Linked DNA regions of Anas platyrhynchos: region 1 is linked to region 2. The links are chromatin contacts, called in public Hi-C maps. All regions are on one chromosome and are shown on one strand. The core of a region is the stretch at or near the end of the contact, and the rest is flanking DNA. Distances in the headings are between cores, read along the strand shown. Region 1 overlaps LOC113839717 (a long non-coding RNA gene). Region 2 holds the start of CLCN6 (chloride voltage-gated channel 6).

Region 1 (2,700 bases), core at 123-2,622, 44 kb after region 2:
ATCAGCACAATCCAGAGCAGAATTTGGTCCATTATCTGAAGGATGGCTAGGACTGTGTAGTGGAAGGAGCTCTGATCTCCCAATATCTTTGATAGCCTGTCTGTGGGGAATAACCCAAACGTGAACTTCCCTGGTGGGCAGGTCATCCTACAGTGGCCTACTGCATGCATTTCCTCTCTCTGCTAACGGCCTGGTAGGGCACCTTGGCAGAGTTAAAGCCTGGACTAGTTGGACTCTGGCTTCAATCCATCCTTCTACCTCAGTTTGCCCTGTTCCTTCACTGATCCAGCCAATGTTGCTGTCGCAGCCTTGAGGGCTCTCCTCAGGAGCCCTCATGTGAGGGATGTCAGCACAGGGGCATGAGGCAGACAGAACTCCTCAGCCTGCTCTGCAAGGTGTTGCAGGTCCTGAGCTCACGAATCCTGCAGCAAGGGTGTTACGTTAGCAAATTGGCAGAGCAGACTCATGTGTGACCAGGCTGGAAAATAGAGAGGGGATTTTTTGTCTCTACATCTATCCGAGAGGACACCTGGACAGAAAGCTGGTGGTATTGCCTCCAGTTTCACTCAGGTAGGGCAACTTCTCTCAAAAATGACTACCCAATGTTTCACCATAGAGTAAGAAGGGGGAGAATATTAATTCATCATAGGGAATAAAAATGACAGTATTCACATATTGATGTTGAAGAACATCTCTGCATTAATATACTACCTTTCTGCCCAACAACACTTCCTGAGGGACTGAAAAAGCCAGTAGGAGGGATTCTGTGCTGTCACTGCTCTTCTCTGGGGTCCCAGGAATGCATTTTGCCATTGCCTGATCTGACCTGCTCTCATTAATGCTCACTGATCTCTTTGATGAGGTGAGGCAGGGATATTTTCCTCTGTAACCCTCTGGGACGAGAAGGGGCCTGGGCCACTTGAGGATAAGGAGGGCAGCAGTCTGGCATTTCACAGCAGGTCATAGGTGGTTCTGCAGCATTGGGTTTTGATGGCAAAATTTTAATATTAGGTTTGTCAGGCACATTTATCACATTCAGCTGATGCTAATGAAGCCTAGCAGGGAAAGAACAGTGAGGGAGGGGATGATATAGCTGCAGACTGTACTCAGTGTTAGTCAAATGGCTGAGTGCTCTGCTCACTGCTGCTTGCTGGGAGAGAAGGTGGGCCCAATTCTGATCTCTGTGACAGCAGGAGTGGAAACAGAGCAGCCACATGAGACTTCTGTATCTGGCCTGTCGCTGCCAAGATTCAATTCTGATTCCTCTCATTATCTGCCAGTGTTGGTGCTTGGATGACATTAGAGAGAGAAGTGCAACATCCAGTGATTCATTGCTGGGTGTTCCTGGCCCCCTTTCAGTGATTCATCTCTCGAAGGAGCCTTTTCTTTGTGCATAAGGGCATTCTTAGGTTCAATGGTCATGCTGTGTGGCTTGGTTCTAAAGATCCCTGATTCTGCTCAGTGCTAGTGTTGCTGATGGTTATATCAATTTCTCTGTAAACTCTTTTGACATCTAGAAGCCAGCTGCTTTTTCCAATGTACTTTAAACACAGAGTCCCGTCCCGTCCCCCCCCCCCACTGGTGCAGCAGATGAAATCCTTAGTTCTCAAAGGAAAAAGTGGAGAAGGAATGGATTCAGCTGTAGATGTAAATAACAGTAGTAGAGCAGTGTAAAGTGGGTGAAGCATGAAAATGGCTGGAGACCAAGTATGAAAAACCCAGAAGTCTGTTAAAGGCTGTAATACTGGAGAAGTTTCTCAGATTAATCATGTCAGGATGACAGCAAGAAGGGAGGGGTTTTGTATTAGATAAATGTGAGAAGTTAGAAGGGGGGGTGAAGGTTAAGCAAACATTGTAGGAACAGCTGAAACAAACCTTCCAGGTTTTGGAGACACTGGTAAAATCAAAAACAATTCGGAAATGAGCTGAGGTTTTTGGAGCAATGGCACAAGGTTGGTGTGTGGTGAGCGGCAGATGCATAGAGAAGTATTCATGTTCCATAAGTCCTCATCCCAAACTGTTATTTTAGGCTTAGCTTCATCTCCAGGGAGATGAACAGAATCTTACTGGATAGTTGTTTTGGAAAGGTGGGGATGTCTACACAGGCAGGTTGTAAGTATTCACACTGCTTTCCTCCTCTTTGTTAGATACCTCTGATATTTAAACTGAGATCTAATTGGTATATATATTATTCCTTACTGTGGGGAGATGGCACGTTGAGTGGGAGCTACGTGAGATCTCTGTTGGTAAAATTCTTTGTGTGGCAAAGCATGCAGCTAAACCACAGCTGGAAGAAGAAAGGCTACTAAGGCATTAATCCCCAGTTCATGAGCTCTGACAGGAGGAAGAGAGGGAACCATTCCTGGACAGCATGGGCATTATATATCCCCAGTTATTTTGAGCACAGAGGGAGATTTCCCCAGCAAAACTGGACGACCAGTCTGGTGAGATCCCACCTAACCTCCTTACTTTGGGTTGTCTGTCTCCGTCATTACTGAGGTGTGTGGTGACCTCTTCTGGTGAATGCCTCAAAGTTCGATTAGAACAAGTTCAGGTTTAAAAAACTCAAACGAAACACACACAAACCAACCAAGCAAACAAATCCACCCCAGCAGATTAGAAACTTGAGAATTTTGGATAAAATGACCACTTCAGTCTGACTCATGAACAAACTACAGACAGTACCAGAAGAGGATGAGT
Region 2 (2,700 bases), core at 43-2,542:
GGAGGAAATTGTTGCACAATCTAATGCACATTTTGTCCTTACAGGAACTCTGAGGGTCTGGGTCATCCAAGCAGACTTTGAACTTTTTTTCTACTGTTTACACTAAGCTGGCAACCAAGCAAAAACCCTTTGGGAGAAAGTCTACTTTTACCACCTGGGGACCTCTCCAGCTGGCAGGAGATCAGAGAAAGGAGTGCAGGGTTCCTGGGGCCAAGAGAAACCTGGAGTCTCAAATCTCTTGTGTACCAACACAGCAGGTCACAATAAAACCAGCAGCTACCGACAGCTCCAAAAGCAACCTCTGGCACACTGTTAACAACCTGCCCACAAGCTCTTTCAAAATAAACACGCCTGGCACCCACGTGGCACTAATCTGGGGAATTATCTCAAAGCACACGGTGGCGATCAAGCTAGCGGGTCAGAACTGAGAGGAACAAGCTACAACCCCTCAGGTAAATCAAAGACCTTGGTTCTGCTACTTGCAATGCAGCACGCAGGAAGGTTTGCTCAGTAAGGTTTGCTCAGTAAGGTTTGCTCAGTAACGCCTCTACGCAGCAAGGCTTTCTCTGGAGGAAATCTCCTTATCTCGACAGCAATCTAGAACCACAAAGACAATAGAAACGCTTAAAGCGTTATCTACAAGCAGCCTTGGGAACAGCGCATCAGGGACCTGCTCGGAGAAACTCACAGCTGTCGTAAAGAGAAAAAAAACCCTCAGTAAGCAGCAAAGGCAGTCGTAGCACACACAAGACGGGGGGAAACGCCAGCAGCTGGGGGGCAGCGCTCCCCAGTGACCCCTCTGCCACGGGCTGGGCTCGGGGCAGGGATCTGCGGCGCAGCACGGCTCCACCAGCCGCGTTTACCCCATCCCCGTGGCACCCCTTTACCTCCCCTCAGGACATTTCCCACCCTACAGCCCGGAGCTGACCCCCCCCAGAGCTCCGCAGCGCCTGCGGGGGCCCCACGCGCGCAAACCCGCAGGGCTCCGAGGCACCGAGCCGTGCGTGGGGGCAGCCCTAAAGCTGCTGAGCCCGGCGGGACGCCCCCTAAAAGGGCAGCACGGCCCCTATAGGGGCGGAACGAGCTGGCCCCCCCCGTCCCCAGGGCCCCGCTCACCTGGCGGCGGGGCCGGGCGCTGCGGCCCCATCCCGCGGCGCTTTAAGCGGGGCCGGCGGTCACGTGCTGCCCGGCGCTTTCCCTTACCCAACATGGCGCCGCGGCTTCACTTCGCTCCCCTCCCTTTCTCTCCCTATTCCCCCACCCAACCAGCCGCCGCCGCGGGGGTCACGTGGTGGAGAGGGAGGGAGGGCGTTGGCGCGGGGGGTGCCGGGAGAGGGGCGGCGGCGGGCCAAGATGGCGGGGTGCGGTGGGGGGCTGTGCTGCTGCTGCTGCCCGCGCTGCTGTGGGGAGAGGGAGAGCCGCACCCCTGAGGAGCTGGTACGGTCGCTGCCCCTTACCCGGAGTCTGTGGGGATCCCCGCTTCGGCCGCTGGTGCCGCAGCCATCGCTGTCCCGGTCCCCCAAAGCACCGTTGTTGTCGGTTGGCCCCCGCTCATGTCAGGCCTGGTGCCTGAGGCGGTGCCGCGCCTCCTGCCCGTCTCAGGGCTCGTCCTGCCCGGCCCGGCACTGCTCCTGCTGGGAGACAGGGTGCCGGGGCAGTGCCCAGCTGCTCAGGGCGGGGTGATGCTGTCCATGCAAGTATCTTGTCCTGTACTCCCTTGTTGGTGTGAAGGAAGGGGGGGACGGGTTTGGCACGCTGCTTTACCTCCCCACGGCAGTCCTTCACAGCGTAGTAACGTAATATATTTGCGCTGAAGGGCAAGCTTTAAGGTAAGGCCCAACATACAGTCACCCCCATGTAAGTGGTGGTCTGGTAACTCATGCTCCAACTTTATAAGTATCAGTGGGGTAAGCCTTCCCTGATTTTGGCTTTGCTACCAGTTTTTGTGAGCACCAGCATATGCATTCGTTCCCCTGATGTTTTCTCATTCCCATGTTCTTTGTTTCGTAGACGATCCTAGGAGAAACTCATGAAGAGGAAGATGAGATCCTTCCACGCAAAGACTATGAGGTGGGAAGTTAACTGATACCAGCTTGTGGAACTAAGGGGGAGAGAGCTACAGACAGGTTTATATCTGCGTTAATTTAAAGGGGGTAGGCACTCAACTTGCATCACTGTAGCTAGGTTGTATTGACACCAACAGAAATATCAGGAGCTGCTGTGCCTGCAAAGACATGTTGCTCATAGTTTGATGCAGCATTTGTAGATTAATGCCCAGTGCTCTGAGTAGAGCTTAAATGTTTGCTGCCCAAGTCAGACTCCTATTGAGAAAATGCATTTTCTGAATCTGTTACGTTGCTCCCCTGTTTTAACGTGACTTTACTGGCTCTTGTGGTCTTATGTCATCATGACCGTAAAAAAGCATCTGTAACTAGTTGGTCACTGTTGTTTTACTGCTGTCTGTGGTGTCATGCTGGCTCAAAGCAGATCTTATCTATCACATACTGATTCTTACAGAAGACTTAATTTTTATGTGTCTGTGTTGTGGCCCTGAGCTTTTCAGAGCAGTTGCTTTCAGCATGGGTGTCACCAAGCTGTTGCTGTTTACTGTAATATCAACCTGTTACTGTTCAGCTTGAAAAGGGGAAGCTGATGTGGGTAAAAGCCAACAGTACTTTGTGCTTACAGTGGGACAGTTAT

Evidence for each region. A called contact is a pair of places that touch in the nucleus more often than the background predicts.
Region 1: a Hi-C map of skeletal muscle shows a contact between it and region 2, with 4 times the contacts expected there. The contact joins the enhancer-like site here to the promoter of CLCN6 in region 2. A contact is called at or near these places in 3 of 8 Hi-C or Micro-C datasets (liver, skeletal muscle and subcutaneous adipose tissue).

Annotation. Positions count from the first base shown.
Region 1 is chr22:5,347,924-5,350,623 of IASCAAS_PekinDuck_T2T, forward strand. The region is part of intron 2 of LOC113839717 (a long non-coding RNA gene); the gene reads left to right. Among named protein-coding and RNA genes, the nearest start is that of KIAA2013, 34 kb to the right of the region's middle. Within about 2 kb of position 1,373, at least 1 of the 8 cell types and tissues checked has an H3K27ac peak or open chromatin away from gene starts, as enhancers often do.
Region 2 is chr22:5,303,654-5,306,353 of IASCAAS_PekinDuck_T2T, forward strand. It overlaps CLCN6 (chloride voltage-gated channel 6), which reads left to right and starts at 1,293. Exons shown (of 22, transcript XM_038166547.2): 1 at 1,293-1,437; 2 at 2,011-2,070. The coding sequence starts at 1,354. It overlaps MTHFR (methylenetetrahydrofolate reductase), which reads right to left and starts at 1,241. Exons shown (of 12, transcript XM_027443023.3): 1 at 1,117-1,241.